Regions from separate parts of the Mus musculus genome. Here all the other regions are linked to region 3. A link is a contact called in public HiChIP or PLAC-seq, Micro-C and promoter capture Hi-C data. All regions are on one chromosome and are shown on one strand. Each heading gives the region's core, a stretch centred on a gene start, on an enhancer-like site or on the middle of the called end of the contact. The rest is flanking DNA. Distances are from core to core; before and after follow the strand shown.

Evidence for each region. Promoter capture Hi-C pulls out the DNA fragments that hold promoters and counts their contacts. Hi-C and Micro-C count contacts between places; a contact is called where the count stands out from the background. HiChIP or PLAC-seq counts read pairs in DNA pulled down with a chosen protein or histone mark. Capture Hi-C pulls out chosen DNA fragments and counts their contacts.
Region 1: a promoter capture Hi-C map of liver shows a contact between it and region 3, with 5 times the contacts expected there. The contact joins the promoter of Cept1 here to the promoter of Ddx20 in region 3. A contact is called at or near these places in 16 of 39 promoter capture datasets (the 3T3-L1 cell line, the C10 cell line, the HPC-7 cell line and 9 more), 9 of 484 Hi-C or Micro-C datasets (B cells, CD4 T cells, LSK cells and 6 more), 6 of 115 datasets of contacts at active chromatin or transcription factors (bone marrow-derived macrophages, effector CD8 T cells, epiblast stem cells and 3 more) and 2 of 9 other capture datasets (adipose tissue and liver).
Region 2: a Micro-C map of embryonic stem cells shows a contact between it and region 3, with 4 times the contacts expected there. The contact joins the enhancer-like site here to the promoter of Ddx20 in region 3. A contact is called at or near these places in 1 of 39 promoter capture datasets (pre-B cells), 1 of 484 Hi-C or Micro-C datasets (embryonic stem cells) and 1 of 115 datasets of contacts at active chromatin or transcription factors (neural tube).
Region 4: an H3K4me3 HiChIP or PLAC-seq map of bone marrow-derived macrophages shows a contact between it and region 3, with 3 times the contacts expected there. The contact joins the promoter of Mov10 here to the promoter of Ddx20 in region 3. A contact is called at or near these places in 3 of 39 promoter capture datasets (hippocampal neurons, pre-B cells and stem cell-derived epiblast-like cells) and 1 of 115 datasets of contacts at active chromatin or transcription factors (bone marrow-derived macrophages).
Region 5: a promoter capture Hi-C map of liver shows a contact between it and region 3, with 5 times the contacts expected there. The contact joins the promoter of Dennd2d here to the promoter of Ddx20 in region 3. A contact is called at or near these places in 14 of 39 promoter capture datasets (the 3T3-L1 cell line, the C10 cell line, the HPC-7 cell line and 7 more), 7 of 484 Hi-C or Micro-C datasets (B cells, CD4 T cells, CD8 T cells and 3 more), 14 of 115 datasets of contacts at active chromatin or transcription factors (the 230-238 cell line, CD8 T cells, the SCID.adh cell line and 9 more) and 3 of 9 other capture datasets (adipose tissue, liver and macrophages).
Region 6: a promoter capture Hi-C map of stem cell-derived epiblast-like cells shows a contact between it and region 3, with 3 times the contacts expected there. The contact joins the promoter of Tafa3 here to the promoter of Ddx20 in region 3. A contact is called at or near these places in 3 of 39 promoter capture datasets (embryonic stem cells, pre-B cells and stem cell-derived epiblast-like cells) and 1 of 115 datasets of contacts at active chromatin or transcription factors (neural tube).
Region 7: a contact with region 3 is called in a promoter capture Hi-C map of embryonic stem cells, with 2.2 times the contacts expected there. The contact joins the promoter of Wnt2b here to the promoter of Ddx20 in region 3. A contact is called at or near these places in 4 of 39 promoter capture datasets (embryonic stem cells, hippocampal neurons, maxillary cranial neural crest and 1 more).

What each region holds. Positions count from the first base shown.
Region 1 is chr3:106,546,063-106,549,470 of GRCm38.p6, forward strand. It overlaps Cept1 (choline/ethanolaminephosphotransferase 1), which reads right to left and starts at 1,740. Exons shown (of 9, transcript NM_133869.4): 1 at 1,618-1,740. It overlaps Dram2 (DNA-damage regulated autophagy modulator 2), which reads left to right and starts at 1,736. Exons shown (of 9, transcript NM_026013.3): 1 at 1,736-1,858.
Region 2 is chr3:104,792,870-104,796,371 of GRCm38.p6, forward strand. It overlaps Rhoc (ras homolog family member C), which reads left to right. Exons shown (of 5, transcript NM_007484.2): 4 at 31-161; 5 at 1,001-1,590. The coding sequence ends at 1,174. Mov10 (Mov10 RISC complex RNA helicase) reads right to left here. Exons shown (of 20, transcript NM_008619.2): 17 at 2,991-3,116; 18 at 2,825-2,913; 19 at 2,456-2,577; 20 at 1,963-2,371. The coding sequence ends at 2,280. Among named protein-coding and RNA genes, the nearest start is that of Rhoc, 5.6 kb to the left of the region's middle. Within about 2 kb of position 1,747, at least 157 of the 459 cell types and tissues checked have an H3K27ac peak or open chromatin away from gene starts, as enhancers often do. A contact at or near this core is called in embryonic stem cells and neural tube, where this site is marked.
Region 3 is chr3:105,685,640-105,689,039 of GRCm38.p6, forward strand. It overlaps Ddx20 (DEAD box helicase 20), which reads right to left and starts at 1,932. Exons shown (of 11, transcript NM_017397.3): 1 at 1,485-1,932; 2 at 1,000-1,094. The coding sequence starts at 1,788.
Region 4 is chr3:104,816,983-104,820,481 of GRCm38.p6, forward strand. It overlaps Mov10 (Mov10 RISC complex RNA helicase), which reads right to left and starts at 1,323. Exons shown (of 20, transcript NM_008619.2): 1 at 954-1,323. The coding sequence starts at 1,090.
Region 5 is chr3:106,484,533-106,487,723 of GRCm38.p6, forward strand. Dennd2d (DENN/MADD domain containing 2D) reads left to right here and starts at 1,508. Exons shown (of 12, transcript NM_028110.2): 1 at 1,508-1,788; 2 at 2,341-2,516. The coding sequence starts at 1,701. It overlaps 2010016I18Rik (RIKEN cDNA 2010016I18 gene), which reads right to left and starts at 1,381. Exons shown (of 2, transcript NR_033207.1): 1 at 1,272-1,381.
Region 6 is chr3:104,775,759-104,779,027 of GRCm38.p6, forward strand. Tafa3 (TAFA chemokine like family member 3) reads right to left here and starts at 1,789. Exons shown (of 7, transcript NM_183224.3): 1 at 1,419-1,789; 2 at 214-338.
Region 7 is chr3:104,960,365-104,963,844 of GRCm38.p6, forward strand. Wnt2b (wingless-type MMTV integration site family, member 2B) reads right to left here and starts at 1,345. Exons shown (of 5, transcript NM_009520.3): 1 at 933-1,345. The coding sequence starts at 1,108.

The DNA of each region.
Region 1 (3,408 bases), core at 490-2,989, 860 kb after region 3:
CATTATTTAACAAATGATACATAAAACATGTTTGTCTGGGGGCAGGGGGGCTTTTCTGTACTCAGAAGCAGACAGTACTGCTTAGATCTGGTGTTTTGCTGAAGTGAAATTGTGTGTTCCTTAAAGGGGGAAATAACTTCAGAGGAGGAGGGACCAAAAGCCTAGAGCTGTATTCTTTTTTATATTCTCTTAAAAACAGCACTGCATGGCCCTCAAAATGAGCACCACCAGCATTTCTAGCCAGTTTAAAGAGCAAAATATAGCTGGGTGGTGGTGCACACCTGTGATTCCAGCACTAAGAAGGTAGAGAGAAGCAGGGGGATCCCTGAGTTGGTGCGGATCTGGTCTACACAGCAAGTACCAGAACAGCCAAGGATACATAGTGAAACTTTGTCTAGAAAAAAAACCCAACCAACCATAAAAAAAAGAAGAAAAGAAGAAAAGAAGAAGAAGAAGAAGAAGAAGAAGAAGAAGAAGAAGAAGAAGAAGAAGAAAGCAAAATGTAGTTTAGAAAAGAAAGTGCTATGCAATAAAATGTAATTGGTAATGTGAGAGTCAGATTTACCTACTTCGTTTCTTAAAAGGAAGGGTTGTGTCTTTATGACCAGCTGTACAGGGACTTCAGTTATTCTCAGCATAGGCTAAATATGTAGCAAAATGATTTTGAAGCTTCAAATCTCATCGAATGCCAATAGTTTTAAATTGGTAATGCTCCAAATGTCTTATACAGTTTCCTTGTGTTTGAGCCAGTCAATTCAACACACATTCTGAACACATTCCTGACAGTTGTAAAGTAGAAAGGAAATATTCTAACAACTTACAAAGTTCCTATACTCGTTGAAAACTGACTATGAATTTGCCTCCTGCTGCAATAGACGTTGCCTGGTGAGTTAGAGTTTTAGCAATGCCATATATTCAACAGCAATGATACAACATTGGTAAAAACTGGTATCAAAATGCCAAGCATCAAACTGGAAAACTCAAACTCGGTAAAATGTAAAGCTTGAGGTTCAGCCAAGCATTCCTGGGAACACAGGCAAAAACCCCAGCAATCTCCTTCTAAGAACGCGACTGAAATAAAACTCTAGCTGGCAATCTCTGAGCCTGTCAATATGGGTTGAAATTTCTAGAAAAGTTGCCCAACAAGAAGCGTGGCCCGAGCCAGGAAACATCACTAACCGCCTCCCAAAAGGACAGCAAAGACCGCACAGGATGCTGCACGGTTCTTGGACTTGGCAACACCGGGCCAGGAGGGTGTGGACCCGCCAGACAAGGTCGGTTCCGCGAAGCCAGCGCCCCAGCCCTCGGCTCACCGGGGGTTAGCCTGGGGTGCTCCCTCCCACGACCACGGCTCGCATACCGCGCAGGCGCCCCTCCACCTCCGACTCCGGAGCCTTCGGGACTGGCCGTCGCCCCTCGCCGTGCCCACAACCCCGCGCGCGAGGCCACCCAGCGCCAGCAAGGACGGCGTTCCCCTTCAGCTAGTCCGTCCGCAGCTACCCAGTTCTGTCTAGCCCAGAGCCTCCGGCCCTCGCTCCGCTCCTCCCGGGACAAAACCGCCCCGCCACGTCCGCAACATCCCCGCCCCTTCCCTAGGCCGGGCCCCCGCAGCCTTACCCCGAACCCAACAAGCACAAGCCTAGAAATAGCAACTCCGACTCCAGGCGACTGAGTGACTGATAGGCGGCAGCACGTTCACGACACTTTCACGATTGCCGTAAAGAGGGGGGACTCAGAAAAGGTTGAGGCGCGCCTCCGAGCTACTCGGGAGCGCGCCCCGGGGCTCCGCCCAGGCTCCTACAGTGGGCCTGTTCTGCACTTTGAGGCTGGAGCTGGCTGGTCGGGGACAGGAAAGAAGGTGAGTGGGAGGGGGAAAAGTGCCTGGCCTGGCGCTCGGCAGGTTTTCTACTTGGGTGCTGTGTCGAAGTGTGGTTCGCAAGCCAAGAGCGAGGGCACAACGCGAGCCCCCTTGGTCCCACGGGCGCGCGAGCCACGCGAACCTCGGTAGCTTCACCTGGTTCCGTGAACTTCGTGACACCCACGACTAGAGTCGCGAGCCAGCTCCGGGAACCCACGAATCACGGGAGATGACAACTAGGCTGAGGTCTCCGCGTCCTACTTTTTCTCTTCTTTAGTACCTCTACCACCACTTCATCCCAAGCGATGCGTCGTGCCAAGCATGGTGTCCCTTATATTTTTCTGGTGCCAGGGACAGTGAAACTCTTGTACTACAAGACTTAGGAGTGTGTGTGCAAGGGGTTGCTTTTGTTGAATCAACTAAGGAAACCTTTGCCCTAATACCCTTTGTCATCCCTGTGCCCTTATTTCTACTTGGTTGGGGCTGAGGAAGTTCAAAACTGAGACCAGTGGTGACCTTGTGTTTACACAGAGCTCTGTCTCCACCCCATGATTGTGTTTCAAAGGGAGTGGTCCCTAGTTGAAAGGAAATCACAAGTCCTGGGAATCCTAACAGCTGCTTTCCTTTGTAAAGCACTGAGACAGGAATAAGTTTTCCAGCTTTCCCAATTTTAATTTACATACCGAATGCAACATTTTTTTAATCTATCGGGGCTGCGTTATCAAATTTTAATTTATTGGCAGTGAAACTAGATGCTTTGAGATTAGCCATTGGAAAATGTTACATTTGTCAAGAGGCCATATTAGAATTTAGGAAAATAGTCCTTGTTATGCTTTGTTTGTGGCCTGATATTTCTATTCGCCTCTGAAAAAAACCTGGGGCCACCTGTTCATTCACTTGGAACATCCAGAGTTTACACTTTTGTTATTCTTTAGTTATTACCACTTAGAAGAGACAACATTAAAAAGGTTCTTTTTATTACCAGTGGCTTTTAAATGCTTATGAAAATAAAAAATGTAACTGGATTTCTGACTCATGGAGCTTCAAAGTAAGCAGAGGAGATGGGTAAGAGATGCAAAAAAATTTGTTAAATATCCTTACTGTTGTGTGAAGTTTTCTTATATATTTTTAAGTCATCTTAAAGCTTTCTTTTTTGGTTCTGGAAATTGAACTTAAGGCCTCTTGTTTGCTATGCAAACACTCTTTAAAAGGGTTCTTGAATGCTTTGACCCATAAAATAGTTAAACATTACACTCGTAATCCTGTTGGTCTGAGACTGCTCTCACGTTTCCTTTTTGGAGGGGAAGGCACTGGACAGTTGTTAGTCTTCCATGTTACTCTTCCTGTCTACTTTGGTTTCTCACTTGTCTCCGAAAGACTCTTAACAATATTTTAAGCCCTGCCTTGCTTCTAAGCAGTCAGTTTAAACAGCTAGAATCTTCAAAGCCTAAACACATACAAGTATTTAATACCTCAAAAAAATTATATGCAGCCATGTATGGGTAGTTATGACTGCAATTTATGAATTGTTATAGTATTTTATACTTATA
Region 2 (3,502 bases), core at 497-2,996, 890 kb before region 3:
TACATCCACGTTTTGGTGATATCTCTGCAGAAAACATTCCTGAGAAGTGGACCCCAGAGGTGAAGCACTTTTGTCCCAACGTGCCCATCATCCTAGTGGGGAATAAAAAGGACCTGAGGCAAGATGAGCATACCAGGAGAGAGCTGGCCAAGATGAAACAGGTGGGTGGGGCTGCGCTGCTGGTGGTGAGGCAAGTTTCCCAGCCGAGATGCAAACAGCTGATAGCCAGTGGTAGCGGGACTGTGACGTTCATCTGCTGTCCTGTCCGAATGCTGGGAAGAACTAGAAGGGCCCCCAAGTAACTGAAGTATCAGAGAAGCGACTTGCCCGAGGGTGTGGGGGCTGTGTGTTAAGAGTTCCCTGGGGAGGGAGGGCATTATACACTGCTGGGAGAAGGCTCAGAGGGGTGAGTACTCGAGGACTTGCTAAATAACTCTAGCCAGTGGACTGTTTTACTTAGGGGAAGGTAGGCTATCTTGGGAGGCTAATTAAGGCTTTAGGTGGGGGTTCAGTCTCTGTTAGTAAAAGTACTCTGGTAGCTATGTAGTATAGACGAGAACAGTCTCAGCCTGTGGGTCATGACCCCTTTGGGGCTGCATGTTAGATATCCTGCATATTAGGTATTTACATCACGATTCATAACAGTAGCAAAACTACAGTTATGAGGTAGCAACAAAAATAATTTTATAGTGGGGGGGTGTCCCCACAACATGAGGAACTGTATTAGAGGGTTGCAGCACTAGAAGGCTGAGCGCCACCAGACTAGAGAAGACGGAGTATGAAGTCAGTTGGGCAGTAGGTACTTGTTCAGGGGGGGAATGGGTGCCGTAGGGGTGAGGCTGGGCGGGGGAGGGATCAGACAGAATTCTGCAATGGCAACCTGGGTCTTATGTCCCCAGCCTGGAAACTGGCCGTGGTAGCTGGACCTAGGAATTCTGCAGGGCCAGTCTGGAGGATGCTCAGTTACCCCTTCTTTTGACCCTGTATCTTGTCTTATCAGGAGCCGGTTCGATCTGAGGAAGGCCGGGACATGGCAAACAGGATCAGTGCCTTTGGCTACCTCGAGTGCTCGGCCAAGACTAAGGAAGGGGTGCGGGAGGTATTTGAGATGGCCACTCGGGCGGGCCTACAGGTCCGGAAGAATAAGCGCCGGAGGGGCTGTCCCATTCTCTGACTTCCCCAAAGCTTCCTCAACCCTCCCACCCTTCCCTTCCCAGGGGTACAGTTACCCTCCCCCACGCCATCCTTGTAGGACTCCATGCTGCCAGTTTCTTTTTTGGTTCCTTTCTGCCCAGGACTGCATGAGTTTCCCAGCCCCAAGTGGGGGCTGCTAGGCCCTTCCTCCCTGCCTCTGGGAACCGGGCTGGTGCCCTGCCTTTCCTGAGCAGGGCTCCTCCTCCAGAAGCGGTGGTCCAGGGGGTGGGGCTCTTAGTCCCTCTGGCCTTCCCCATATTACACACCAGCACTTTATATATTTTTGGCTCACAGGAGGAGTCTAGGGTAGGGACTGGGGTTTCTGCTTTGGGTAGTAGCCTTGTTATTTGACTTAACTTGGTGGGGACATGAATAAAGGTCAAAGGTTGCACCGTGTGTGGCAGCTTCCTGTCTTTACTGGCCTACCTTGGCTGTGAGCCTGGAGTCCCATCTTTTCCTCTTCATTTCCAAGTTGCTGGCTAGGCTGGGCCCCTGTCTGCTGAGGCAGGGCTGGGGGCGGAGGCAGCAGGGGACAGGGTGGAGTCTAGTACAGGATGAGGTCATGTTTGGCAGACTGCCTGGGTGGGTGAGGGGAGTGGTCTGGACCATTGGCTAAACATAGATGCCTGTGGGTTGGTTCCCTGTCCATCGGGTTTCCTCCCCGCTAAGCAGCTATGAAGGGGCGTGGCTCTAGGCAGAAACCCTCCTGGAGGGTCATCTTGGGGGCACAGGAAGCAAGACCAGGCTGATGAGACACACGCAAGAGGCTTTTGCATAGAACAGCATTTTGTTTTTCTTAAAGCAGCTCAGGGGCAGAGTGCTTGCCTAGCATATTTGAGGCTCTGGGTTCGATCCCCAGCACTGCAAAGGAGAGGGTTTAAAAAAAAAAAAAAGCTTTCTTCCTCCCCCTTCCTCCGAGTTTTAGCAGCTTGGGTTGTCTTCCCTAGCAGAGGAAGGGGCGGAATGGTCTGGGCTGTAAACTTCCCGGCCTTCCCATCTCTTGCAGGGACAGGAGAGCTGGGTTCTGGGTCAGGGATAGGCAGCAATAAGGCTTGGCTGGTGTGAGAAGGCGGGCGGCTGTGGCCTCAGAGCTCATTTCTCCACTCTGGCTCCACTTGTAAGGGCAGGCCCCCTTCACCCTCCCGCTCCTGGGGGAGATTCTGGTGACGGCGGGGCCCTGGGAGAAAAAAAAGAGACATCCTTGGTTATCCTGCCGGCTTCCCACACTTCACCTCCCTGGCCCAGCAGGGCCCATCCATACCTGAGGTAGAGGGGCTGAGTTTGCTCAGACCTTGGAGCAAGTCCTGTCCCTGCTGCAGGTCCAGTTTGGCAGGAAAGGGGCACCCGGTATATCCCCCGTTTTCTTTACAGAACTCCAGGAACCTGTGGGGTTCAGAACATCGGCATGCATGGGGAACTGCCAAGGAGCCGAGTCTGGCGGCCTCTGCTCGGCACTGTCACATCTGAGGCAGAGTTGCTCCACCTCACTTATTAATACAGGGTGGGCATTGTTAACACCAACAGCTCTGAGGACTAAGGGAGAAGTAAGCCAGTGCTTGTCGAGGACAAACCTGCCCCAGGCTGGGGCTCACGGTGGCTAAGAGCAACTATGGGGGCTGGGAACACTTACGTTTTCCAGTCTGGGTCGTGGCCTAGGAGGAGGGGGTTGCCCACTACGATGAGCAAAGCCTTGGCTCGGGTCACAGCAACATTGAACCTCTGGATGGAGGAAGCGGTGATGTCATCAAAGGGACAGGCCCCATGGAAGGACTCACGCCACCCACAAGCCTACCAACCTTGGGGTTCTTAAGGAAACCGAGGTTAAAGTCTAGATCCAGCTGTACAAAGCTCTGGCTGCTTCGGACGGTGGAGATGAGGATGACGCTGCGTTCTTGGCCTTGGAACTCTTCCACAGAGCCCACCTAGAGTGCAGACACAGGGCTTTAAAGATCAGATAGGCCTAGGAGGAACCACGGTGACAGACCTGCTCTAGGGGACAAAGCTGCCAGGGAGGTACAGACAAGACACTGGGTACTTGGAGATGAGTAAGAGAATCGCAGAGCCCGGAAGAGGGCAGAAGGCCTGCTGTGAAGGTCTGTGGGACAGAGCCAGTTATAGGGTGGGGGGCCTGGAAACTGTTCAAAGCAAACGGCACTGTGCTGCAAAGGAACAGAGTGGGAGTTCTCATCCCTGGAGGCAGCCACCAATTTGGTCAGAAATTCTGAGGGAGAGGCCAGTAAATCCTAACTCAGTGGTTTTCAACCCTGGCTCCACATATCACACTCACCTGTGGATCTTTTTAAAAACC
Region 3 (3,400 bases), core at 682-3,181:
AAAAAAAAAAGACTAGGAAATAAGACTTTTTAAAAATCCCTTAACTCTGGGCACACATCACAGATTTGGGTACTTTATTCTCATTCTCTCTCTCTCTCTCTCTCTCTCTCTTTCTGATTTTCCCAACTATAAATTATTATGTAGTATTACTTTGATACTACATAATACACAGGCACTAATTATTTTAATAATATACCTTAAAAATATGATTTTTACTCAAGTTTGGGATTTTGTCTGTTGCCAAGTATTACAAAGCCAAAACTCTCAACACATCCTAAATCTCAAATAAATTAGCCAATGTACTTTAAAAAGTATATTCATTATCTCCCACGGTTTCGTGGATATAGAACTCAAAGATTCTAGACAACAAATACAAGAATCCTGGGTTTAAAGGAATCACATTGAAGATCGACCATCTCAAAAGCCCCCTTTTGAAGTCAGCCATCACTACACACTCCAGACGACAGTGTCAGGATCACATCTTATTCACTGTTTAATCCCTAGTGCCTACTATAGTATTTATATGTAACAATGGCTAAACAAAGCTTTTTAAAGAATGATCCCCCAAACCCAAAGCTGAGTAGGACAATCTTAAAACCATATCCCGAGGCAACCTAGAAAATGAGAGATCAATACAACACATACACAAGGCTTTAAGAACCACCTGAAATTTCTGCCATAGCACAGTACTTACTAATCCAGAACTTCTACCTTCTATGTCTAATCCCACTCTAGTCAGAAAGTAAATGAATTTTTAATTGTACGATTCCAACTGACAAATGGTCGAGATGTACTTATAACAGAAAATTCCAACTTTAAAATACTGGACGTAGCCTTGGCCACAACTCACCGACGTGACCATCTAGTTTACTTCCCTAACTTGCATACGCTTTGGTCCGGCCTCTTCAAACTCACCATCTGGAAGAGTTACTAGTTTGTCACGACTCTCAATAGAGTCACGTGCTACACACCCCCTTCCGGATCCTGAGTTAGACTCACCTGAGTACTATAGTTTTCAAGAATCAGAGAGTCCAGAGCAATGGTGGAGAATACACAAGTTTTTCCAGTGCCCGACTTAGCTTGGACAATTAAATCTGAGGAAGAAAAAAATTATATATATTACATATTATTACCTAGATTTACTGATGCCACCAGATACCAAATACGAGAAAGGAGAATGAAGAGGTTCTCTGCCATGAGGACCTAGTTGCCACCTGTATTTTTGGTTGACTCTCAAACGCGCAGGAGGTGTGCTTGATGCCCCAATCTCTTAACCACCGAGCTACCTCCCCAGCCCTTTGCGCCCCGAATCTCTGCCGCTCACCTTCTCCAACTTGGACTCCATGCTGGAAGAAAGTCCTACCCTCAAATTCAACTGCGCGCCTTAGAGCCTGGCTTAGCCCCGCGATGGCGCGGAGCCGGAGCTCTCCGGGGGCCACGCCGTCCCCTCCTTCCCCCCACCGCCGGCCGGCCCCGGTCCTCACCGAGCCCGCAGCGCCCCAACGGGATGGCCTTGAGCTGCACCGGAGAGGGTCTCTCGAAGCCGGCCGCCCGCAGACCCTCCAGCACCGGTCGCGACAGCAGCAGCGACTCGAAGTCCGCGGGCTCCGCCAGCACCACGTCCCCGGTACGTGTGCGCGGCCCGCCGATGTCGTGTGCGGTCCGCTGGGTCCACGGGGATGCCGGAGTCGGCTCCACAGCCTGCACCGGCGCGGCCGCACGCTCCGCAGCCATAGTGGACTCGGAGGTTGTCAAGGCCGCCGGGACTTCAAACGCCGCCGCCGCCATGGTAGCCGCGCCTCCAGATCTCGCGATATTTAGACTTGAGGCGGGGCTCCTGGGAGCGAGAAGGAGAAAAACTTTATTGGCAGCCTCCCGGAGAAGACACGGACACGCCTGGAAGCGGAGGGGAAGAACGGAAGTCGGAGGCTGTCACTCTAGGAGGGAGCAGAAAAAAAAAAAAAATGTAGCCTGAGAAAGAGGCGGGAAGAGCGAGGGAAGATGAGGCTACCGGTGTGTTGCCGCCTGCGGCCTGCAGAGGGCGCCGCGTGCCCTTGGTGGGCGCCGCCCGCTGCCGGCCTCCCGCGGCTCTGAGTGCCTGGCCGCGCGGCGGGGCTCCAGACCCGAGCGCCCAGGACGCGCTTTGTGACGCAGCTCGCGAATCGGTCGCCGTCGCCTGGGCTTGGAGTCGGCTCCTTGGGTCAAGCTCGGCTGTAGCCACGCCGAAGTCTTCGCGATCCGTACCCTGTCGCGTGACGGAAGTCTCCTGATATTTAAGTGGAAACCTGGACTGCACGCCAACTCCTAGGCTCTGCTTGATCGCTCTCTCGGAAACCCTAGGCTAATAGACGTCTCGGGTCCAACGGATCTTTTGTGTGCCCTTCCTCCGTTATGGGGTGGGCAACTAGCACACCACTTTCCCTTCCTCTAGACCCACTCATGTGTCACCCTGTCAAAGAGGCTTTTCTTGAAATCTTGAGTGGTTTCCATCCTGACTGCTTCCTGGCCTTTCCCATTATTCCCACCACTATCCCCGAGTTTGATTATTTGGTTTGATTGGCTTAGTTAGTTGGTCTGTTTATTTTCTAAATCAGAGTCTCCCTATGCCGCTCAGGCTGGCCTCAAATTGGAAATCCTCCTGGCTCAACTTTTCAGATACTGAGATGACATGTGTGTGCCACCATACCTGGTCAGGTTCTTCATGATACAACTACCTAAAATGTTTATTGTCCACCCCCCACCACCACCCCCACACACACTTTCCATGAGGACAGAAAGCTATTCTGATTTGTTCCCTTCTGTCTCTGGTAGGAGAAACATAATCTGGCACGTACTAAATACTGTTTTTTGAAAGAGCTCTTAGAACAAAGCTTTAGTCATGCTTCCAAATGTAAGCATATCTTTATTACTTTTCTCATTGATGATGATGGACTGAGTCTCAGAACCTGTAAAAGAACCCCAATAAATGTCCTTGGCCATGGTGTCTCCTTACAGCAATGGAAACCCTAACTAAGACATGTTTGCTTAGAAATTAACAAAGCACTAAGCAAACGTCCACTATCCAAATGAAGGAAGAGGAACTAAAGATCGCAAGCTTCCTCATAGTTGCCCACATCTTTCACCCACCCAATCCACAGATGACAAATCTGAGGATTCCTTTTTGCTTTGCCTTCACCCTCTTTCTATCAAACTACTGTCAAATACTTGTGTCTCCAAATGTCTCATCCACTCCTTTACCATCTCCATAGTATCTACCCTGGGTCTTCTGGTCATCCTAACTGTTGCAAAACCCTTCTAGATGGGCTTCCCTGTCCAGACCATGAACCTCAGAGGCACAGAAATTACTTCCTTTATCTTTCTTTTTCCTAAGAGTTGAATCCATGATGTTGGCATACTACAC
Region 4 (3,499 bases), core at 73-2,572, 870 kb before region 3:
CAGCACAGGGTAGAGCATAATACAGGTCTTTGCCTCTATTTCAAGAAGCCACTCAACCCTTTTAATGTTCCTTTTAAGACATGTTCATGAATAACAGTAATATTCTGGTTAACGCGGACTCCTACCTTCTCCCCTAGCCTCAAGCTACACTATCATTATTAATTCCGTCTAAAACTCGCCCCAAATCACGTAACAGCAGCCATATCTCACCCATACTAGCATTTTGGTCAGTTGCAAGGCAAATCTCTCAAAATCTGTTAAGGCCCAATCCCATTCCCCTGCTTACTAGTGCACCTCTTTACACTCATCCCAGCTAAATTGCTTCTCCGGCTTCCATCCATAGCAGCAGCCTGTTGCTAGAGGTGTTCGTCTATGGTTTGACAGAAGTCTCTTTGATTTTTTTACTTGGGTGGTAACAGGAAAAGGAAACCAAATATCTTCAGCCATAGGGAAAAGGGGCCTCTAGGAGGCTGTCCCTGGCCCCGAGTCTCCATGGAGAAGCCACAGGTGCTAAGGGAGGTTTGATTGCCTACGCAGTTTGTGTTCTTTTCTCCCTAAAGCTCCCCGAGATTCTCCCGCCTACCCTGGGCCTCTTCAGCTCTCCCGCAGCGTGGACCCTGCAGGCAGTCCTCCCTTAACAAGGGGGCGGGGATCCCCGCTTGGCCCGCGCCTGCAGCGCCTTCCCTGTGGGACTCCCCTCCCCCACCATCGAGCCCCGACCACCGCGAGCCGCGCGTGGGCACCGACCCCTCCCCGCCGGGCTGGGCTGTGCAGAGCGGGCGGGCTACGGGTGGCGCTGGCTGGGCGTGGGCAGACGACGGAGTAGGTCTGCCAGGACCGGACCGGCCTGATCGGCCCCGGGCTGCATCCCTGTGCACCCGCGGCGGGAAGGTGGCCCCACCACCCGGGGCGCTGGCCCCGCGTCTTGGGGCCCGTGGTGGGCCGGCCCGTACCTGGGCTTGAAGTCGTGGTTGTAAATCGTCCGCAGCCGCTCACGATCTGTCTCCAGGTCCAGTCCACGTTCGGCCAGAAAACTCTCGAACCTCTGGCCGGTCTCCCGGAGCTTTCGGCAGCTGAACTTGCTAGGCATCGCGGCGGCGGCGGCTGCGGCCCAGGCAGGAGGGTCCGCGGAAATGAAACTGAAAGTCGCCGCCGCGGTTTAGAGTTGGCTGGTCTGGGGTGAGGGTGCAAAGGGGAAAAGCCCCCTACCTCTGACGTCTGCTCCGGCCAGCCACCTTCTCCCCGACTGCCTCCCCTCCTCCGTCCTTCTCCTACCTGAGCCTTCCTTTCGGTCTCTTCGTCCTATCCCCTCCCCCCCTTCACATTAACTCTTTCCTAAGGAGTCTGACCCCTCCCTCAGGGCCCTCCCCTTACCCCGAGCTCCCTCCCCTGGCAGCGAGCCAGGATCCGAACGTGGATATCGCCTGGGGCCCCCTAAACAGCCCGGAGGACCTTGGAGCCTCAGCTAGGGCTACTCCCACGCCCACTCTCCAGAGCCTCGGGACATAGAAAAGCTGCAGAGCAAAGGGCAGAGCCCCGGACATGGGTCGGCTGCAGCTGGACTGGGGCCGCTCGTCCAGCACCTCCCCCAGACTGCCAGGGACATAAACCAGTACGGAAGCGAGCGGCACGCCCCCTCCCCCATTCCCTCCCTCCTCTGGCTTTCTGATACAGAGGAAGGCAGAAGTCAAAGTTGTGTGTGTGTGTGTGTGTGTGTGGGGAATGGATGGAGGGAGAGCAAGTGTCTCTATAGATAAAGGGGTGTGCGTGTGGGAGAGAGGGACAAGAGCTTCTGCCAAGACCCAGTCCTTGCTTTTCTGGGTCACACAGGCTTCATAATACTTCAAGGTTGGAGATTCTTGCTCTTGAGCTATGCATTTGGGCACTCGGTTTGTGTTACTCTTCACTACTTATTGGCAGTAAATCATGATTGCCCAGCCAGTCAAAAAAACATTAGCACCTAGAGAGCCAGGCGTGCTAGGCAATAAATGGTTAACACTGACAACATTAGTACCAGGAAAAGAAGTAGACCAATATGCTTAGGCAAACTAAGGGGTGGGGCTACTATAACAACAAATGTAAAACAAGCCTTCTGCACCTATTTATCCCCTGGAATGAAACTAAAAAACAAAAACAAAACCCAAAACAAACAAACCCCATACACACTACAATGAGAAAGTGAGAAAGGCTTAATCTACCAGAATTCCACATGTATCAAAGTTACTGTTCTCCAAGGTTCCTTATAGGCAGCAACAGTCTAACCCAGGGTAGGGAATGCCCTGAACAGGGTCAAGTTCCCCCTTGGTTAACTACTCCTAAGCCAAGAGTATGCTATGCAGTCAGGAATGGAGACTACAGGAACAGGGAAATCTTACGTCCTAGAAATTGATGTAAACTCGAGGGAAAAACTAGGAGTAGCCAGATGCTTAACACCTCCAGACCTTCCCATCCACTTTATATGATGCAGGCTCAGAGAAGATAATAGACTTCTAAAAAGTACTGTTGTTTTGGGGCACAGTGGTCCAAGCCTGTAATCCCACTTCTTGAGAGTCTGAGGAAGGTCTACTAAGAGTCTGAGCCACTTTGGGTTACACAGCAGGACAGTCTCAAAAACAAAATTGCTATTCTTTATCATTTCAAAATCCTACAAATACACCTATGATGAGCACAATAAAAGTGCCTTTTAGACATACAGAAATAGCTTAGTTAGGAATCCCAATGCACCCAAGGCTACACTTGATAACCAGAATCCAATGACATAATTTACTCAAAATAACCAGACACATGACTAACTGAAGAACTAAAAAGGCTTTTTTTTTTTATTGTGCCCTTCACACTATCACACATTAACAATTCAGACCAGCAAATCTGGTCACCTGAGGACCTCAGCCCTTTCTCTGGATTATCTGAACATTCTCAAAACACAGACAGTAGTCCATGTAAAAACTTGAGTAAGTTTTGAATGGTGAGTGGCTTTGGTTACAATGTGACATCTCTACTTGTCTTCTGGAAGGCTCTACTTTGAAAGTTACTGTTTTGATGCATTCGGTTTTAGAATGCCTGCCCCCTCTCAAAAATCACCTCAGCTCAGTCATTTCCTGGAGCTTTCATTACATCTTTCTCTTAAGAATTGGACTTCCAAGAAGTAAGGTTGATGGTATTGTGAACAGCAGCAGCAGTCTGTAACTGTATGTGAAATAAACTCTAAGCTTCTCAGGGGGGATTTTTTTTAAGACAAGATTTCTTTGTGTAACAGCCTTGGCTGTCCTAGCACTCACTTTGTAAACCAGGCTGGCCTAGAACTCAAGAGATCATCAGCCCTGCCTCTGCTTCAGGGAGTACTGGGACTTAAAGGCCTGCACCACTATACCCAGCTGTTTTCTTATTACTCCTTGCTGGGTTTTATAAATCATCACTTAACAGTCTTTAACCTTTGTATTCAAAGTAGACTATACTAACCAAAGCAACTAAAAACAACTTGGTTGGTCTACCACATACC
Region 5 (3,191 bases), core at 258-2,757, 800 kb after region 3:
AAAGCAGGAGGAAATGGAGTGAAAAGCCAGCCCCAAGGACTGAGGAAAAGACATTTCCTGAGCTTCTGGGATGACCAGGAAGATGACTCTGGCCCCCCAAGCCATTTGCTCGCCACCCATCCCACTCCACCCACTACCTCTTCCTACCGGGAGATGTTTACTGTGTAATACACCAGAAGGCCTGAGCCTGGATTTGGAACTTTTTATGACGTTCACTTTGTACAGATCCTGTTCATTTTCAATTGCCTCCGAGTGACTTAATGCCTCGGTTTTCCTTTCTGTACTAGGCATGCTCTTGCTCCGTAAGGCAACCAGTAAAGATTATGCAACATGTCTATACAGGCTACAAGTAAGACACAAGTACTTTCTGTGGTGTCTTGCTTCCCCGTTCTCAAGATCCCAACTCTCATCATCTGTACTATGATTGCTGCTTCCGCCACAAGTCAATGTTGGGTTTCTGAGTCCTGCATTTTACCAGTGCCACAGTTTCAGTGCTCTTAGGAGTAGGGTGACAGCCTTCCTTCTTACCATAGCAACACACTCCCTCCCAGAGGGCTGCTAATTCTTTGCAGGAGTGGCAGACACAGGCACCAGATCCTTTTACTTCTTCCCTCCCCATTAAGTTACTTCTGGGCAAAGTCTCCTTCCTCTTATCCTGTACATTTCCTTATTCAGGACTTTCTGTTTAATAACCCAGGGTATCAGCGACTACTTTTCTCCTCTTCCTCAATCTCTAGACATAGTACTGGGCCTGCTGTTTAGCTTGTCCTGGCCCAACCAGAGGAAAGGCTGAGCAGGGGTAGGGGAGGGGTGAAGATGCTCTGTACCCCTACAGCTGCTGATGCAACTAGGCTCCTACTCTAAGCTGGGGACGATTTCCCGAGTCATTGCTTCCTTTTAGTAAAGATGGTGAGAGAAAGGATTCTTCCGGAACCCTGGAATAGTGAGAGAGATTTATGCCTTAGATCAGGAAAGATTGCCAGGGAGGAGTGGGTGAAGTAATCACCTTCACAGCTATTCTGTATATCTGGGCCTCTCAGAGGTGGGCCTCTCCTGTTACAAGTTATTAGTACATTTAGAGAATGAGTGGGCAAGTCTACTTATCTGAATCAGGGCAATCTGGCATCTTGGCTGCAAGAAGTGTTCAGTCCTGGGTTCCTGAAGATCCTTGATGTTTTAGATTCGCCAGTTGGCCTGGTGGGACTTTGCAGCTCCCGACGATTGCTTGAAAAGGTGATCGTGAGCAGTGGAGGATGAGGGATGTAAAATACCTGTGCTGTGCCCCACGAGGCACTGGAGTCCATAGTCTGATCTTCACAGGCATCCCTCGCTGCCTGGGTTTGTAAATAAACTCACCACATGGTCTGCAAGCACTGGAATTGAAAGCCCTTGGCCCAGAAGCAGCTGTGCCTTGAGATGTTTGCTCATGACCTTTTCTGTTACCACACCCTGGGGCTCTTGGGAGGAGCCAAGAGCTGAGTTGTAGTGCCAGGATGCTGCTTCTGTCAGTGCCCACACTAAGCTGCCTCGTGGGTCCTTTCACATCCTTCTTGCTCAATTACGGAGTACACAGGATGGAAACTGCTCTCTGCCTTTGGGAGACAGCGTGTGGCTCAGCTCAATAAAGTTGTGATTGGAGACCAAGGCAGAAGGCACTTTCTCAGGCTTTCTGTGGCCAGCCTGAAGGAGAAAGAACATCCATGCCCCCAAAGCTCAGAATGATGGAAGGACAAGGGGTAGGCCGAACCCTCAGGCTGCTCCGAAATCGCTTGCCACGACTTCGAGCAGGTCAGAACTGGATTGCCTACTTCCTTTTTCGGATGATCTTTTTATGGGCTGATTCCTGCTGTAGTGATCCTCTTTTTCCTTTATATGCTCAAACCCACATGGCCCCCATGTGGTCAAGCCAGGAGGATTGCCTTATCAGTTTGCAGAGCTAGTCCCGTCTGTTGCAGAGGTCTTGCTATAATTACCAAAAAATGCCCTATGGGTCTACTCTGATTATTTAGTGCAAATTTACTCAGGGCTCACAAAATACCCAGAACTGTTGCATCAGGCAGACTATACAGTGTCAGGCATCAGGCCTCCAAGAACCTCCACAGCATGGCATGGCTCCTCGGTTCTACATCAGTGTTTTCTTTTCTTCCTGTGTCACTCCACAGTTTCAAGTTTCCCAGGGCAGGTATGGAAATTGCCCCCTTGGCTCTGATCCTGCCTGGTGGTGCCTGGTCAGGCTTGGCACTGTAGCCTTGAGGCATGGTTGTTGCCCAGATTCTCGCTCGCACTACAGAATGGAGGAGTGGAAAGAATACTCAAGAGACCCTTGCATCTCCATTTTAGGACAATCCCAGAACAATCCTGGGGAAGCTGTCACAGAGCCAGAAAGGATCCAGGAGCATTCTCCATCTAGCTTTGCTGGAGGCCAGCACTTCTTTGAATACCTTCTTGTTGTTTCTTTAAAGAAAAAGCGTTTAGGGGATGACTATGAGCCCACGATCACTTACCAGTTTCCCAAGGTAAGGATGGAGGGAGAAGTGGGGCCTGAGGATGGAGGTGGGAGGACGAAGGTGTGTTTAAAAGGTAATAGAGGAGTTCTATGTCTTACCACGCTGCCTGGGCTCTAGCCCTGAGCTCACTGCTCTAGTTTCCTTTGTAGCCCAGCCCTAGTTTTCTGTAATCACCCAGAGAATCTAGGTCTGACTGCTTTGTGAAGGACTGACTGAAACTCTGGAGCAGGGAAACAATGCTCTTGCCCCTGTGGGAAACCTTCAGTTCTTCCAAATTCCACCTCAGTCACCTTTTCCTACAGGAAAACTCAGCTTCTGCTGGAACTACTAAGAAGGGATGGCCTTCCTGGTTGTGTGGTAGAGAATCAAGCAGGCCCCCGACTCAAGCACAGCCTAAGATCAGTCTCCCAAAGTATTAGATCTCTTCTTGCCTGATCATGCACTGGGTGAGGCGTAATGTCCCCTTCTTACCAGCCTCTCTTGTTAGAAGGTTTAGCAACTGGAAGGGTTGCTTCTTTTCTATGATGTGGTTTCTCTCTGATGCCACCCTCTCAGGAGGTTGGTCCAGCTGACCTTTCTAATCTTCTTTTTGAATATGTAAATCCTCAGGATACTGAATTCCAACCCAAGGTTACATTGATGTGGCCCAGAACAAATTGCTTTCTCTTTGAGGTTCTTCCAGCT
Region 6 (3,269 bases), core at 539-3,038, 910 kb before region 3:
CAAACCCGAAAAGTAGCAACAAAAAGAAGCTGAGAGAAACTAGCCACAGAAGGGGACAGGAAGAGCCCCAGGAGGCCACGGGTTAGCCTGGTCACTGTCCCCAGCAATTGACAGCACAGTTCTAGGAATACCAGGGGCCAAAAAGAAGGAAACAGCTGCTCCCTTGGAGGGGCAGTCTTCTCCTCAATTCTCATCTCCAGATGTCTCACTTACTGTTCCTGGGGTCTTCAGGCCTCTGCCTGTTCATCTGCTGGTCTCAGACTTGTTCCATCTGATGAACAATATGGCGGTTGTTCAGAATGGAGAGAGACCAGACCCCTGGAGGGGCTAAGAGGAAGCTTGGAAGAGAGTAAGAGAAAGGGAGGATGAGGAACTCCAGCTTAGGCTGTCCCAAGGCAAAGGCAGCCATTTCTGCTCTGGGAATCTGCCCTTGCTCCCCTACCCTCCTCCCTCAGACTACAGAGCAGTGGGGGCAGTGACCCTGAGACGAGTGAATAGGCTTTCTTTTTCCTAGGAGTGAAGCAGGGGTGGGAGGGTCTAAGAATCGGTGCTGTCATCTTTCTGGTCTTGGGATAGAGCTAAGGTCAGAAAAGGGGGTGGAGTCTGCCAGCTTTGTCCCAGAAGAGACCGCTGGGGAAGAAGCCCCAGGTCTCCCAGTTCTGTGTCTCCCTCCACCTCTAACCAACCCATCCTGAGCCTTGCTTCCTGGACTCTTCTGAAACTGGCTGAATTCTGCTGCTGTGTCTCAGCCCCACCTCAGAGGGCTAGCCTTGCACGGCAACAGGTCTCTGCTTCCGTGCACAGCCCACAAGAGCTTCTCCACTCTCTGCCAAAGGCCTTTCCTCATTCAGTCCCCAGTGAGAAGTCAAACTGAAGCACATTGCTGGTGATCTGAGGGAGGGCCTATCGAGGGGAATGCAGGTGGGGGTGGAAGGTGTGTGGGGCCAGTCCCCTGGGCATGGGTGTGTCCCCACACTTCTAGATGAACCTCCTTTCTCATAAGTCTTCTTTCTCAGGCTATGCCAGGAACCCTCATTTTGACCATTGCAAATGCCATTCGTTCTTTTCTTGGGGACATCCTATTTCTGGTTGAGTTCTAACCGTGTCTGATCCAACACACACATTTCTCCTAGGTATTCCAGTGCTCAGAGAACCTGGAGAAGATGGGAGACTTGGGCTCTCTGGCGTTCTATTCATTCCCTCCTGGAAAGGTACAGGAGAAGGGAGTTTCTGGGATTTGTTCGTCAGCATCCATAGTCTGCCTCAGTTTCCTTGAGCTGTTTCCCCAATCCTTAATTCAGGCTAAGATGGGGCTGGGAGAGCAGCCTCCATAGCAACAAGAGGTCAACAAGAACCTTAAATCTTGCTTTTGCTTACTTCTGTTCCCTCTAGCATTTATTCTTACTCCTGGTACCCACCTGCTTCACAGCAGTGGCCCGGGTTCAACTTTCTGGCCTGAGGTCCTCGCTGCTTCTGAGCTTGGCATCTAGACTCTCCAAATCGGGCTCTTCGAGGGAGTGGCCAGCTTAGGTGTTGTCTGGTTTTGAGCTCTGTCCGCGATAGATCGTCAAAGTTGTTGCGCCCGAGGAGAGCAGGGGCTCTGGCTAAGCTGGAGTCTCCGGCTTAGAGCACCTAGATGCTCTGGTCCAGCACCCACCAGTTCTGCGGGGCTAGGCCGGGTCCTCCCGAGCTTTCGGTCTGCAGGTTGAGGAGCGCGCAGCCGCTAGACTGGGAGTCGTTCTCGCTACTCCAGCCTTTGCGGGCACCGCCGGCTTCTTCGAAACTGTGTGGGGGTGCTCTGCGGGGAACCTGGGCACAGCTGGCCCGCAGCGGCCTCTTGTGGCGCACAGCAAGTCAGGAATAGAAGCCCACCGACTCTCTTTTCAGGGACAGTTCCTTGAGCAAAACACATCAATTATAGCAGGTCACTAAAACTTTCAGGAATGTGGCCCCTAGTCTAGTAGTTCAAGGAGGTAGGTGGTATTTTGGGATGGGGATAGGCGTTGCATCTGGGAGTAGTATTCATTTAGACCAGCAGTAGGCTGTTACTTAAATCCGAGCTCATTAAATCTTACAATTCAGTTCTTCAGACCTCGGACAGGGTTTCACACCTGTAATCCAGAATTTCGGAGACAAGGCAGGGGTTAAGTGTGAGACCCTATCTAAAACAAACAAAAAAAACAAACAAACAAGCATACATACATACAAACAACAATAAAACTCAAACCAAACCGAACAACCTTCTAAACCCAAACAAAGAAAGAAAAGCACAGCAGGGGTAGGGAGATGGGAAGGTAAGATTGCCTGAAAGTTTGAGGAAGTTTGGTCTGTATGGTTTACACAAGGTTCCAGACCTGCTAATGGCTACTTAGCCAGACCACATCTTCAAAGGAAAGAAAGAGAAAAGGAGGTGGTGTGTGTGTGTGTGTGTGTGTGTGTGTGTGTATAAAATCCAGTTCTTTGTTAGTACAATCAAGTGTTATTTAAGGTGCTTCCCAGGCACTAAAAGCAGACCACTGTATTAGAAGATTCTCAAGTTGCATAGTTTTTGGTTTTTTTTTCTTTGTTTTGTTTTGTTTGTTTGTTTGTTTGTTTTACCACAGGGGTTCCCGGCTGCCACCCGGGAAGGATAGTAAATACTTTCAACGGGCTGGAGAGATGGCTCAGCAACCACACGATGGCTCACAACCATCTGTACAGCTGCAGTGTACACATATACATAAAATAAATAAATAAATATTTAAAAAAATATACTTCCAGCACAGAAGTGCTGCCCTCCTGCGTGGGAGGACCAAGGGTAGTACCGGGGTGGAGAACCAGGCTGCAAGGTTTCACCAGGCATGAATGGCCCTGTGGATAATGGGTGTGACTCTCACCTTGGAAACCAAATCTGAGGTTTCTAGTATCTTCATCAGAAAGACAGTCAATAGTCCCAACAACAAAAATACGACAGGTTCATGTTTTGGGCTCATTAAACACTTGAGGGTAGAAGTGTGCTGTGACTCTGCCTCTTCCCAGCAGAGGTGTATGTACCTGTTAGAGTAAGGAAGGTTTGGGAACGTAATAGTGTGGGGGAAACAAAGAAGGACCCTGCTTCTGGATCCTGAGCATACAGCCCGGGACGGGGCGCTCCCTCTCTCTGGATCTCTCTTTCCAGGGTGCTGAGAATTGAATTCAGGTTATCAGGCTTGGCACTTTTGCCTGCTAAGCCATTCCCCCTACCTCTTTAAGACCAAGTCTCATTATGTAGCCTTGGCTAGTCTGGAATT
Region 7 (3,480 bases), core at 95-2,594, 730 kb before region 3:
AGTTCGACTGGAGAGGTGAGGAGGAAGGATGAGCCATCCGAATCTTTTTGCAGTCCGATTCTACCCTCCTTGCCCTTCCTGGAAAGAGGATGCGTATCCAAAGGGGGATGAAGGAGTCCTGGGGCCGGGTCGGGAATTCTACAAAGAACACAGCAGGCATCCGGTGGATCCTGGACGCCTTTTGCCTCATCTGCCCTTTGGAAGTGTCTGAAGATTAAGGCCTGCAGGAAGAGATCTGAAGAGAGGGTCTCACAACTCTTGAGACTCTAGAAGCCCCTGGGGCTTGGGGAGGAAAGGCGGGAGGTTATGTTATCTGGGACAGGAAAGCAAAAGGGGGCATCGGTGTTCCAAATTACACCCTCAAAGCCAAGGCTGGTGACAAACGCCTGCGTTATGCAACCCCAAGGATTTAATTTGTTTCGGTTGTGGGCATTAGGGGAAGTTTGTGCCTCAATTTCACTTCTAAGCCTTTCCGTGGATGCTACTGGCTCGTTGTGTGGGCTAGACTAGCAGAGGGATGTGGGGGACAGCCAGCTGCCCCCCCTACTCGTGTCTCCAAGGGCTCTTAGGTGGTGTAAGGTTTTTTGAAGACCATGACCATGCCAAACAGACACTGCAGGATGTGGAGAGGCGACTAGTTCCCACCCTGAGAGAGAATCACCAAGTAGCTTCTGCGGTAGAGGTTTCAGTAGAAATACCAAGGGGCACAATGGGGCAGCCTAGGGGACTTCAACCATCAGCTCCCTCCTTCCAGATGCCCAGGGCTCTCCTCTCCAGCGCCTCATTTTCTCCAACTCCTCACTGGCCACTGGAAACTTCTGGGACTGTGTCCTTCCTCTAATTCCTCCTAGGCAATTCTGGTGCCTAAGCAGCCGATGCCCAGAGCAATGCACTCGTTCCAGTAAGCCTACCAACCCCAGAACCATACTTACCACCAGGACGTGTCTACACGGGCCGGCAGAGTCAGGAGTAGCAGCAGCAGCAGGCAGGCAAGACCCAGGCGGGCGGAAGATGGGGACACGTCGGGGGCCGTGGGTCTGGGCACGGGGACGCGGGCACGCCGAGGGGCGAGCTGCGCGGCTTCATCCTCACCCTGCAGCTTCAGCATAGCTCCCCGCAGACTCCCGCCCCGAAGCCCGCAGGGCCGTGGACGGGCACTGTCTGGGCTTCCTCAGGCGTCTCCTAGATCGCCCCACAGAGTGGCCATGGGGACCATGGGCGACCGAGGACCTCAAGGCACGTGGAGCCCGGGAGCCAGACGCAGGGTTCCCAAGAGCGTGCAGGGCCAGGAGACCGACGAGCGCTGAGCCGGGTGTGGGCGGTCGGGTGCGGTGTCAGTGGCTCCGGGGCGCGGAGTGCGGCGGGGGCCAGAGCGCGCCGACAGCCCCTGCGGCCGCAGCTCTCATTGGACGGGGCGGGGCGGGGCCGGGGACACGCGCGGCCTTCAGCGCGGCTCCGCCCGCGCCAGCCCGGGTGCTCCCCGGCGCCCTAGGTGTGGCGGCCGCCTCCTCCCCTCCGTTCTACGGGGCGCCACCGCGCCGCGTCCCCACCTGCTCTGGCCACCCGCGACGGGGCTCTTCCCTGCCTGCAGCCCCCTGTCCCTACCGACGCCACGCCACGCCACCGGGTCCTAGCGCCCTTCACTCAGCAACGCGGACCACTGCGTTTGATGGCAAGGAGCACACGGTGTGTGTGGCGAGGGAGAGACGTGGAGAGGGTTGCGGACACTTCCAGTTCTTTAAGTACAGAAGATGCACTTTCTCTTGGTCCTCCCATCCTTGCGCTTCTAGGAAACTGGTAGACACCCGGCCAGCAAGAGTTGCGGGATAGTGGGACTCCTTTGGCCACACTGCCCTCAGGGGTACCACCGTAGGCAACCGGCCTCGGGCGGCGGACCCTCTCAAGAAGGACTCAACGTTCCCTCCACCCCGCCCACCGCTTCTCCCACCCACTCTCGTCCCGCCCGTCGTTGAGAGTCTTGTCCACCTTGGTGCTTTCCCCAACTCAGGGCAGCGCAGCCACCCAAGAAACACACCTGCGGGCGGGACGCAGCCGCCTGCCGGTGCCCTGACGGCTGGCCAGGGCTCGGCAGAGCTCGGTCTCTCCCAGTATCTCCGTCCCCCACCCCCTCGGGCGGAGCTGCGACTGGGAAAGAATCAGAAACAGCTGGGCTGCTTTCCCGCACCAGAGGCCGGGGTGGGGGTCCTGCGGAGAGGGTGGAAGCCCTGGTGCCTTTTCTCCCCCCTCCCTTTCCACCCTTCTTCCTCTCCACTGGTCCCTCAGTCCCGCAGAGTCGGGGAGGTGGGGTAGGGTAGTTGGGAAGAGGGTTGAAAGGATACCTTGCTCCTTTTGTATGCCCCACCCCCGACCCCCAACGGGCTCTCACTTCCCTATGTGTGAAGTTGAAGCTCCATAGGGGCACAATGATCCTTACTGAAACACAAAAGTTCTTTAAAGCCCAGATGGAGCCTTTCAACTGGAGACTTCCTCTGAGGTCTGGCCTAACTCCTTCAGCCTCAGTTTCTCCTGCCCAGCCTCCCATTCCCAGGTTGTTTTTCATGCCTCTCCTCGTGATTTTATCTAAACTATATAGTTCTGATGTAAACATCACGCTGGCCACTGCCCACCCACCTTAACCCCAAACTCACTGTCAGTCCGTGTTTGGTGGGGGTGTTAGAGATGCCAGAGTGTGAAGGACAGGGTACAGCTGGCTGCAGACATCTCAGAGACAGAGAAGAGAGAACAATTCAGAGGGGCGTTCATCCTCTCTCCCCTCAACTCAGTCCTCTGCCTGCAGTTTCTGTGGTAAGAGGCAAAGTAGATGTGCCAATTCCACAAACATTATTTTCTTTCATCTGATAGAGTCGTGCTTGGCTCCAGGAAAACACACACACACACACACACACACACACACACACACACACACACACACACACATCAAAAAAGCATTTCTGCCTTCAAGGAGCTTACACTTTATTAAGCAAGACAGATAATAAACACAGATAATAAGCACGGGGAATGCTACAAAGTAGAGAGTGCAGAGAGGTGGGGGGGGGGGGGCGCTGTGGGCAAATCCGGCAGGGTAAAGGGGCCTCATCATGGTGATAATGAAGAGAGGGTATGAGCAGGCAGGAAGTAAGCTGGGCACACTGGGGCAGAGCACTGTAAGAAGCAGAGTCAGTAGACACCCCGAGGCAGGAGCCATCAAAGCAGTCAGCTAAATGGAGCAGAGTGCCCTAGGCAGGAGGAGGGGAGTTCAGATAAGTAAATGGAGGGTAATCTAAGGTCGGAAGGAGAGAAGGTGCCCACCGTCATTGGGCTGTGTGGATGGAGGAGGGGCTGGACTGGTTTTGGATGAGAAGGGGGGAGGGGTGAATTCAGGAAGCAAGTGGAACCAGCAGCTAGCTATGTTGTTCCCCTCCTCCGGAGCCCCATTCCTACAGCCTGGTAGACTTCCCACTGGTAACCGGCTCTCAGGCC